Regions from separate parts of the Anas platyrhynchos genome. Here region 2 is linked to region 1. A link is a contact called in public Hi-C data. All regions are on one chromosome and are shown on one strand. The core of a region is the stretch at or near the end of the contact, and the rest is flanking DNA. Distances in the headings are between cores, read along the strand shown.

Region 1 (5,524 bases), core at 272-2,771:
TTTGAGCTTTAGTCTTTTTTTTTTTTCTTATATCCCTTTGCCATTATATTTTCTCCCTCTGCTGAGAGAGTATCTGTTTTTTAATAAAATTTTTGTTGGTTTCTGTTGCCCTCTCCAGAACATCTTGTTGAATGTTATTTTTCTTTTCTGAAGTCTTGCTAGAAGAACCGGTGTTACGTATAATAAAAAAAATCACATCTGGATATTAAAGCAGCCTTGCATTCTAACACTAGCTCTACCAATGACTGCTTCATGGCTTTCCTCTTCATCACATTTCGGAAGATTTCAATTATAAGGTCTGCTGATAAGTTTCAGAGATACGAAGAGTAATCTGCATTTAGAACATATAACAGTAGGCTTGTAAGAGTGTTGTAAGTATGCTTAGATTATTGGCAAAAGCATTTATTCGATGCAAAACAATTGTTTTTATTTTATTAGATTCTGTACTGGTTAATGTTTTATCCCCCATAGTAAATCTCACAGTTTTCTGGAAAGCTAGAATAGAACATTACATATGTTACAGCCACATTACATACATATTTGCATTTTTCAGCTTGTATCCTGATTTGACTGTACAGCTAGGACAGTTAAGGAGCTTGCAGCTATGATAAGAGAGGTGAAGCTTGTCTCACTGACTTTACATTACTAATGTATTGTTTTCCTCACTATCAGCCAGTATTTTCATTCCAATTTCAATAAAATTAAAATTACAGAATTATATTTGAAAAGTGAGCTTGAATCATAAACACGCCATCGTATATCTTCTTAGATAAGATCAGGGTTTTAACTACTGGAAAAAAATGTGCTTAATTTTTCTTACTTGCTAACCTTCTCTCCTATTAATGTTACTATCCATCTGTTTTTGGAGAGGAAAAGTCCAGTGTGCTTTTCTTCCTTCCTGAACAATGTAGGCTGATCTAAATTTAGAGAATTTCTTGACAAACTTTTGAACTCTTTGTTTTAAAATACCGTTAATAGAGAAAGGTCAGTGAAGAGATTTCTGGCTGCCACCTTGGATTCTGTTTTGTCTCTTAGCATCTCTTTGAAAACAAATTGGATGGCACAGAAGCAGGTGCAAATTCAAAGTTGTATTTTGCTTATGACAACTATGTATGTTTAAAAAGAGATCTATTGCTTTTTCTTAATTCTTCTTATATGACTTCTTTAATTTCCTAATGACAGTTTAACTGAACAGCTGTACCCTATGAATGGGCACTGATATCTGAGGAACCATCATGAACATGCTGAACTGCTGGTCCAGGGGACTTAACATTAATGAACAACATCACGTCTGTATCGTATTTTCCCTAGATGTTCTACATCTACCAAAGCGTGCCTGTGAGCTGACCACTAAAGATGGAAATCAAGAACAGCACAACTCTGCTGTTTGATTTTGCGCAACTCTTTGTAGTTCTGAGTTCAAGGTAGATCTAACAATGCAAGCTTTTTTTTACATGTACGCTTAGAAAAACAACTGTCTTCTATCACGCACGTTTCTGTTGACTGTATTGTCCGAAATAACCACGGGTTATAGAAGCTGCACTTCTGTGCGTGCTGTTGATTCGCCATTTGTTACCGAGCGAACAATTTCGGGTGAGTCTCCCAGCTGTTAATTACGGACCGCTCTTCCAGCGGAAGCCGCCAGGAGCTAAGGGAAGGGTGGCGACGGCTCGGCGGCAGCGGGGAGCGCCTCGGGCTCGTCGTGCGGCCCGCCTCGCGCCGGCCCTACCGCGCTGCTCCCGCAACGGGGGCGCCTGTGTGGCCGCACCGCAACGATCCTTCGCCGATGAGGAAGGAGACTGCAGCCTTACGGGGATGCACGCTGCCGCACCGGGAAACGAAGGCGTTTGGGAAAGCGTTGCCGGCGAAGTGGCGGGGGAAAAAACAAGAAGCGGCCAAACGCCGGCGCCGACGTTGCTTCAGTGCGGGGACGGCGGGGGGCCCGGCCACTGCGGCAGGCCGGGCTGCGGCGCCGCGAGCCAGGCGGCGCGGGCTGCGCGCGCGCAGCGGCCCCGCCGTGAGGCGGTGAGGCGGGGGGCGCTCCCGGGAGGGCGGGGCGAGCCCTCCCGCCGCGGGGGCGCTCGCGCGGGGCTGGCGGGGCGGGGCGGGGCGCGGCGGTGCGGCCCGTTTCCGCCGTCCCGCAGTACTGCGGTGACTGGCGGCGGCTGGCGAGAAGGGGCCCTGCGGCCGGGCCGCCGAGCGAGGGCCTCCCCCGAGCGCTCTCCGAAAGCCGTCGGCAGGGCGCAAGGTGAGGCGCGGGCTTTCCCTCTGAGCGGCGCCGGCGCGGGCTGTCGGTAGCGGCCGAAAGCGCCGCAGCTTTGTCTGTAAGGGACAGCGGGTGGCTCGCGAGCTACGGAGGAAGTGGCGGCTGCCAGGGGAGGCGATTCCGCAGCGCTGTGCGCGGGGACAGCGGGCCGCAACGCGCCCTCGGCTGCGGGAACCTCCTGCGGCCTGTCCGTGCTGCAGGGAGGCTCCTCAGCTGCTCCTAGCGGGAGGAAGCAGGCGGCTTTTCTCCGTACGGGCAGGAGATGATTTGCCGCTGCTTAGTCTGCTTAACACCTCCTGCAGCGGTTCCTCTGGAAGCAGGGGTGCAGCAGCGCTGAGCGAGGGTTTAAATGTGCTTTCTAAGATTTGGAGATTGCACGAACGAGGAAATCAATTGCCTTGTACTCCGTCTAATCTGCGTCTCACGGTTAGGCACCTAACCCAGATCTGTCCGGGAAGAAAAAGTGCGAGCTGGCCAGTGCTAGTACAGGTAACTGCCTGATTTTGCAAGAGTAGGGGATATGATCGAAGAGAAGATGCAGCGGCTCCTTCCCAGCAAATCAGTAGCTGTCAGGTCCACAGACTATGTCTCAGTTTAGCTTTTATTCTTTGGTCGTGCTTGCTTCCCATAGCTGTTAGTTTAAAATGCACGTCAATCTTTGGAAGTAAAGACCAAATGTAATTCCCGATGATTTGTGTTTCAGTCCTACTATACATCCGTTGCCTGTGCCCAGCTAGAGCTCTAGCAATCTATTTCATACACACAGCTCTAGTGGAGTCAGGTTTAGAGGTATGATTGGACAAGTTTCTGCTGCTTTCACGAAATAGTATGTTAATGCAGGTGGCTTAGAAATAGTCCACAATGCATCCAGTTACAACTCAGGGAGGGTTGTTTGAAAACAAATACAAAGACACCTTGCAGCTGTTTTGTCCTAGCTTGGTAGGATTTTATTTATTTATTTTTTAATTCAGATTGTGAGAAACAAAGTTGTGTTTTTGCAGTAGTCAATTACTTTTCTGTATTCTAAGGTCGTTGTGTAGTCATAATAAGGAGAAACACTAAGTAGGTAAGTGGACAGTGGAAGGCCTCAATGTTCCAAAATAAGGTAGAAGCTTGAGAAAAACAAGATGAGCAGTGTGAGAATAGTAAAACAAAGATCATAAGTTCTCAAGACATAAGAAAGGAGAAATTAAAGGGTTGAAAAAAAAAAGAAAAATTGTACATATATGGTATAGAGGAGTGTCGAGTAGGTTATGAACCTGTAGTCCTCAGCCAGTGAAGAAACAGGGGAGGTGATGAGGCGTCAGGTAATAAGAAATAAAAGGTTATGATTTGTTTACTAAAATGCGCTCCTGTTGGACAGGACGCCCGCCACTGAAATCGTAAATAGAATAGCTTCATAGAAGATCCTGTCTGAAGAAAATTATTTGAGATGTTGCTCACAAGATCATATATATATCCCAATCCTACATAGAAAGATATATCTGTTTGTAGCAAGTGGTTTATAAATTTTTTGCTTGATGACTGGCCTCTCAAAAGGCTACTTCATTGCCTAAATCATAAAATTCATTGCCTAATTCATAAAATGCTTACTTCATTGTGTCTCGTGTAGATGCAGCGGTTAACAACTTTGAACAGCAAACGTATTAAAATAAATAAAAGTTCTGGAATAAGCTCTATCGCCAGCGCCCCTAGACTAGATAGTTATTATGTGAGCTTGCACGTTTTATTTCAAAATTGCAAATTGACTTAAATAAAAGTTCATATATGTTAATTCTAACTGATTCACAAACTTCTCATCTTGTTGCTGTGGATATTCTATGCTTTAAGTTGAAGACAAAAGCAATGCTTAAATGAAAAATTAGTCTCTGCAAAACATCTGTTTTTTCCTGGAGAAAGTATCTTGTTTAAGGTAGCATGTATGATGTATGAAATAGGAGAGACTAACTGTTTTAACTTTTTTTTCCAGATTTTTTTCTTTGAAAGTAGATAAAATGGCAACATTAATTCACACTTTAGCAGATCACAGTGATGATGTCAACTGCTGTGCCTTCTCACCATCGCTCTTGGCTACTTGTTCTTTGGACAAAACAGTTCGTATTTATTCTTTAAGTGACTTTACTGAGCTTTCATACTCACCTTTGAAAGGTCATACATATGCTGTCCACTGCTGCTGCTTCTCTCCATTGGGACACCTTTTAGCTTCATGTTCAACGGATGGTACTACCATGGTTTGGGACACACATGATGGTCAGGTGCTGGCAGTGCTTGGGCAGCCCAGTGGCAGTCCAGTTAGAGTCTGCCGATTTTCCCCAGAATCCACGTATCTGGTGTCAGGTGCCGCGGACGGGAGTGTAGTTCTTTGGAATGTGCAGTCATTGAAACTGTACAGGTCAGTGCCAAATATCTTTTCACAACCTTTTTTTCAATGACAGAAATATAATATATTATAAGTGCTATTCTTTTAGTAGTATGCTGTAACGTGCACAGACTGGCAGACTTTACACCTCTGATTTATGTGACAAAGAAAAGGGAATAGGATGTTGAAGACCAAAAGAACATAAATAGGAGAAGTGCTAAGTTTTGTTTGTGTTGTTGTTTTTTTTTTTTAAGTTGAACAATGCAAACTCAAGAAGCTTGAATTAATTATGTTATTATTATTTTATTGTTGTTATATTATTATGTTGATGTTTAGTAACAATGTAGAAACCATATTGTTGTTTTGAGCTTAAATTATTCTGATTCAATATTTACATTGTAAGAGAACAAAAAAGAACGTGAACATTGCTTTCCTGTTCACCTCACTTTTACTTTTCAAAGTTTATTTCAAAGTGCTAACATGCCAACAGTGGTCAGCTTAGTCTTAGTTGTATATATTTTGGGGATGTGTGTGTGTGTGTGTGTATATATATATACATACATACATACATATATATTCAGCTGATAAATTTCGTGAATGATTATTCACATTTGTAATTGCAGGTACACCTGCCATGCTTTTTCTCTTAAAGCTGAGATCAATATTACTTAGAAATTATCAGTGTGCTTAAAAATTACATCAAGGGTTTTAGTTACCCATCAGATGTCACTCTGTGGTCCTCTGCTTCTTTTGCAACATTTGAGTGTGTTGATGCTAAATGAGAGCCTTTTACCATACTATGCTGTCATTTTACTAAATATATGGATGATAATTACAAGATAACCAGTTAGTCCTTATTAGCTGGACAGTTGTAATTGACTCTCCAAATTGTGAAGAAA
Region 2 (5,871 bases), core at 3,055-5,554, 120 kb after region 1:
CTCTTCCCTCCATTCTGCATGTGTGATGAGGCCTCTGTCTGGAAAGAGAGGAGTTTTCTCTGTCTCGGAGGAAATGTCTTAGCTCTGGCAGCTTTTTATGATTTTGTCTTTGTCTCTGAAATCTGAGCCAAAAAAACAGAGCTATGATGCTGCTGTTGTGGGATTTATTCCTAGTCACGCTTGGTGCTCGCTCGCTCTTCCTCTGTATATGAACTTAGAAGCTTTGAAAGACAGTTTGCTGTTAGTTGGAGTTAGGTCCTGCTGTTCCACAGGAAAGCTTGGAATCGGGATATTTTTAACTGGGGCTTGATTTTAATACATCCCTATTTACCTCATCAGAGCAATACTTTTGGTCACAGCAGCATAAGGATTTTTGCTCTCCAGTACCTTCCTTTTGGGAACAATTCAGCCCACAGCTGTTTATCGTCCTCTACTGTTCTGCCCTCTGCACCTTCCACTCATTTGTTCAGATAATTTATTTACTCTCAGCCACTGACATTCTTCGGCTCTTCTTTTCTCCTTCCCACAGAGGTTATGTCTCTGTGGTGGTTTCTGTCATTCTGCCTTACTTTCAGAAATAGAACTAACTAATATTGGGGAATCTTTTAAGTGAGTGTAACAGCAACTGAGCATTTTAAAAAGTACTCTTCACTACAGGGAACAACAACAGCAAAAAACAATGCAATTTAGCAAAAAAATGACAATTTGTCTATCATTATTGGCACCCAAATGTTCCAATTTCTTTATGGAGTCATCTGAATTAAAACAAAACAAAACAAAACATATGAGGATAGAATATAATGGTGGAAGCAAAATTGCTGCAAAAGACAGCAGTAGGAAGAAGGCACTAATAACATGTCTTGGAGACCACTGTGAGACAAGCTAGAATTTCTTCTTTGTCCTTTAGACACCCTCCCTTTCTTTCCTTCCATCCTTTTTTTCCATGTCAAAATAACTAATGTAGACTGGTGCAGAGGGTAGGGTTTATTGGTGTGTTTAGTCTTTGTTGTTGTTGTTGTTTTTACTTTAGTGTATTTATTTAGCACAGCACATCAGTTCAGAAAAAGCACTACAGAAAATAAAAGAAAGTTTGCATATCATAAAGTTTAGAAGAAGCTCATTGTATATGAATTATTTGCTCCAAACTATAATAATATCATAGAATGAGGGAAACTAGTGTTTTATATTTGAAATAACGCTAGTAGTAGTTAACTGGAAATGAATCCCTATGTGGAGACTTGTACTGCATTCCCTACAGGCTCCCTAAGAGCCTATTGCCAAGGGAAAAAATTACGTTGATATGTAAGAAATGATGCTTAATACTTCAGAAATCCCCAGGATGTAACCAAAAAATCCATGAATGTCTTGAAAAGCTGGAAGCACTAGAAACATCTATCTCATGAAAACAGTCATGAAAGTAAGGAGATCTGTGCTTATGGCTGATAATTTGTTCTGTTTCCCTAGTATACTTTGTATTTATACTTCTAGGGCAATAGGTCTAGCATACAGTATTAATTCATGTCTCTGAAGATTCTGTTGGGAAAGACTGTCTCAAAGAGACTTAATGGAATTTCTTCTCTGTAAACAGATGACGATCTGTTCTTAGGTTATAGTTCACTCTGTCAGAAAACTGTCAAGAACGCTGGTGCTACCGAGGTCCTCCTTAGGAACGGGGATTGTATTCCTCCCCCTGCCCTTCAGCTGGAACCAAACCACAGTCAAAACTGTTCCTTCACATTTTTGTTACAAATATGACAAACTGTTCTTTAAAATGAGAATTTGTTTTTAATCATGTGGTGAGCCATAATAGCAGAAGAACAGTTTGTGTCTCAGTGGAAGTGTTTAAAGGTACAATGCATATGCCAGGCTACCCAAAGGTTTTATGTAAACTGGGAAAAACACCAAAGGTTAGCAGTCCTTGTTCCATTTGAAAGGAACAGTATTGTTGGTTAAAGACAAATATTTCTGAGCTTATTATCATTCTACCATACCAACCAGTATGTTGGTTGGTTCAAACTTAATTTTCTCCAATTTGTGAAGCATGATCTTATTAGTGTAAAACAATATATGCATTCCAATTTTGCCAGCCAAGTTTGTAAATTCCTTACAGCCACAGCCCGCAGAGCTTTGGGACATTCCCCTCGCCACCCCTCATCCCCCTTTTTTTCTGTGCATGCACTTATAAAGGCATTCTGAACAAAGCTATCCTTCAGTTAAGTTCTTGGAGACAGTCAGAGTTATAAATGTGTCATGACAAATACATCTATAACATTTTAAAATTCCTTTATTTACTTTTTGTGAGTTGAATTCAGTTAGGAAAAAATAAAATTCAAGATAGTAGCAGCCTAAAATTGGCCTTGCTAAAGGGTTAGAGGCTAGAGTTAAACATAATTGGAGGGTTATCCATAATATTTTAAAGTACTGTCTTTAGAAACCTCAAAAAACTTTTGCACAGCAGAACTCAAATATATGTGCACTGTAGAGAAAATTATATGTCTACCCATTGTTGCCTGCCATCTTTGAACAGCTCCAACAAAATTATCTCACTCTGAATTTAGCTTTTTGACTTGTTTTCACTTTTTATGGTTGAGATCCACAGAACAAACCAAGTTAAAAGCTTTAAATTTCAGCTATTTTTTAATAGCTATTCTTGTTTGTCATTGTTTTTGATGTTTCTTGACAGCAACATATAGGGAACAAATATTTCAGGCTTGTACAGCTTAAATGAGGCTCAGAGTTTTCGCTAACTCTTGAGCTTCAAAAAAAAAAAAAAAAAAAAGATACCAAATATGGAAAAAATAAATTAAACTAGAAGGAATTCCAGAAGGTTATGAGCAAAAAAGTAGGTTGGAATTAAAGTTTAAGGTCACTATTCGTTTTAGTGACTGTTCTATTTCAGTATGCCTTTAACTGTATATTTTGCAACTAAAATGATGGCTACTATATAAAAACTAATACTTTATAATAGCTTTGTTATTCATTTACATAAAAATAACTTCTGAAATAATTAAGTGAAATCAGTTTCAGAAACTTCCTCCCATTTTACATAACAGTTAAATATGAAATGCTGTATCCAATTTTCCAATGTTGCCTGGTTCACGGAAGAATAAATTGTTTCTAAATTAACAAGTTTAAATACATAGTATGAAAGCACCTATAAAATCAGCAAATACTGATTATCTATGCAAGTGTGTCTAATATAAATGTAGTATGTGCTTTCCTGTATTCCCTGTTTGATGTTTCAGTTTAATTGACTACTGCCATAAACATCAAGAATGTAGGAAGGAAAAGGAACTGTTTTGTAACGACTATGCTCTTTGGATCTCTACAATTGCTAGAGTCCCGTGTGAAATACCAAATGATGATTTCAGTACTTAATCTATTATTTTTCTTTGAAACTACTTCATTTTTTTTTCACATTAAGTATACCTCCTTCTAAGAAAATAGCTGCGTTTTCAGAGGCTAGCTTAGCTGGCAGAACCTGAGTAAGATGTAGACATATAGCTACCTCTTGTGGCAAAAGTAGTATACTCATACTACTGAACTATTGAGGTTTCTTACATTATGCTTGATGTGATTGATAAACCTGTATAGCAACTTAGCAAACTAGGAAAGCTGGAGAGTAAGAAATACTCAGGTTTCATAATTTTAATAGACTCTTCATCTGAAGAGTGAACTAAAAACTGGTAATTTGTTACAAATGAAATGCCAGAAATGTATGTTAATAATAAAGTTATCTAAAAGTTTTCCACTAAAATCCAGTAAGAGTGGAATAATGGCCAGGACTGGGGTCTATGGCCAGGTTTGACAAGAAGAAAAAGGCTGTTCACTATCAGGTTGAATCATTGTTCTCTGCATGGTTTCACTGAATAAAGTGAAAACGATAACTAGTGAAAAGAGAAAGCAAAGTGCCTTAAAGTTTACAGTAGCTGAGAAAGACTGAAAACAGTTACCAGGTACAAGCGTGGTTCAATAATGTATTCCGCAGAACAGCAGCAGCCATTCAGCTAACGGTGAGGAAGACAAGAAGCAGTCAAAGCTTTAGGTCTGGAAGCTCTAAGGAATGCTATACTGGGTATCTGCAAAGAATCCCATCACACCTACTCTCTTAAAAAAAGATTTAATGCACAAATGGCTCAAAAGCATGAAAAAAATTTGCATTCCTCCTAAACCGATCACCTAAACTGATCAGCTGCAAGCATCTGCCCTGCTCGTGCTAAGGAAGGAAGGACAGCCTATGAGATGCAGAAAGAGAACACAAGGAATAACAGCATGTTGAAACCATGGTCATCAAGGACAGTGAGGGTTTCAAAACAGGATTGCTTACTGTGAACTTGTTTTGGGAGTTATGCTCAACAGTGTCACAGACGACACTGATTAGGCCAAGGAATTTTTACATTCCAGAAACACATTCCTCTACCAATGCAGCTGAAGAGGAATTCAGTAGATGTACATGTTTGTGTGTATACCAGTTGGATTTTGCATAGCACGGAGAGGTTACTGTGCTTAAAATTATTTGCAAATCTGTGCATACTGCTTGGAGAGGGACAGACTGAATGAGTACATCTCAGAAGGAAGAAAGGCTTTAAACAGTTATTTTATTTTGTTAAACCTTTCATTATGGTTCCCTTTTATTGTAGATTTCCAGATTAGCCACATGTTTTTCCTTTGTCATTTAATCTGCTTCATGGCTTCACACAAAAGTCAGAAGTCACGTACTCTCAATTCAGACTTAAGTCTGTACAATGAATAACAACACATACCATAATTCATTCCAGAACAGCTAAAGTTACACATTGCCAAATTCCCAAACAGCTCTGCCAAGCACCACCCAAGATGTTAGAGTCAGGTGCTAAGAGGTAGACACTCAGCCTCACTCAAGAAATTCATCCCTGCAGAGAAGTCCAGAAGCCTTCAAACAGAAGGTGTGACATTATCAAATTTAGGAATACATGTATGTTGAAGGCCTTGTAGCTAGCAGCATTTACTGAAATCTGTTTTCATGGCTTTTATTGCCAGTTGTCTTCAGCCGCTCCCACTTCTCTAAGGTGTTTTAAAGTCTACAGACAAGAAACAACCCCATATTAAGCAATGTTATTTCCATCAAGAAGTTCTACAGAATAAATTGTTTCCTGAAACCATGCCATTCTTGTTAAATGCTTCCATCATTTGCAAAAGCAGGCTTCCTGCATGGCTTTGATCCATTCCAGCAAACCAACTGTATTTGTTCCTTATGTTCTGAATTTAGCTGTAGTTCATATTTAAATAAAGGCAAAGTAATAAATTCAGACTAGAACTAGATAAAACTCCCTAAAACAAGGTAAAACTGATTCATCATAGCATCACCAATGATGCAAACACAAACAAAAAAGATGTCAGAGCTGATGGCACAAACAGGATGAAAAACTGTCAAGTCTATTCTTTAAAAGTTTAAAATACAATTTTTATTTTCTGTTTTGTTCTTGTTATTAAGAATACTGTTATAAGCAGGACACCTTAAAAAATATATATAAATTTGAGAAAATAAAGCACCTTACAGAAAAGCACTTGTCAGAATACAACAGTTAAGTAAAAGATTGACTTGGCTGAAATGGAAGTGTTCTTAATTATAAAACACTTCAGCAGAAGAGTTTATTCTCTGTACACTTCTGTACTGGGTTTACATGGCAAGGTTTTGGTAGCAGGGGCTGCAGAAGTGGCCTCTGTGAGAAGAAGCCAGCAGCTGCCCCACGTCAGATAAGAGCCAGTTTCAGACGGCTCCAAAGGGACCCGCCGCTGGCCAAAGCCAGGCCAATAAGCGATGTTCTTTGCGCCTCTGTGAGAGCAGATTTGATAAAAGGGGAAAAACAAAAACAAAATGCTGTGCAACAG

The links. Hi-C and Micro-C count contacts between places; a contact is called where the count stands out from the background.
Region 2: a Hi-C map of liver shows a contact between it and region 1, with 2.4 times the contacts expected there. The contact joins the enhancer-like site here to the promoter of WDSUB1 in region 1. A contact is called at or near these places in 3 of 8 Hi-C or Micro-C datasets (liver, skeletal muscle and subcutaneous adipose tissue).

Annotation. Positions count from the first base shown.
Region 1 is chr7:759,691-765,214 of IASCAAS_PekinDuck_T2T, forward strand. It overlaps WDSUB1 (WD repeat, sterile alpha motif and U-box domain containing 1), which reads left to right and starts at 1,522. Exons shown (of 9, transcript XM_027458216.3): 1 at 1,522-2,248. The coding sequence starts at 1,816.
Region 2 is chr7:879,142-885,012 of IASCAAS_PekinDuck_T2T, forward strand. The region is part of intron 2 of TANC1 (tetratricopeptide repeat, ankyrin repeat and coiled-coil containing 1); the gene reads right to left. Among named protein-coding and RNA genes, the nearest start is that of TANC1, 14 kb to the right of the region's middle. Within about 2 kb of position 4,305, at least 4 of the 8 cell types and tissues checked have an H3K27ac peak or open chromatin away from gene starts, as enhancers often do.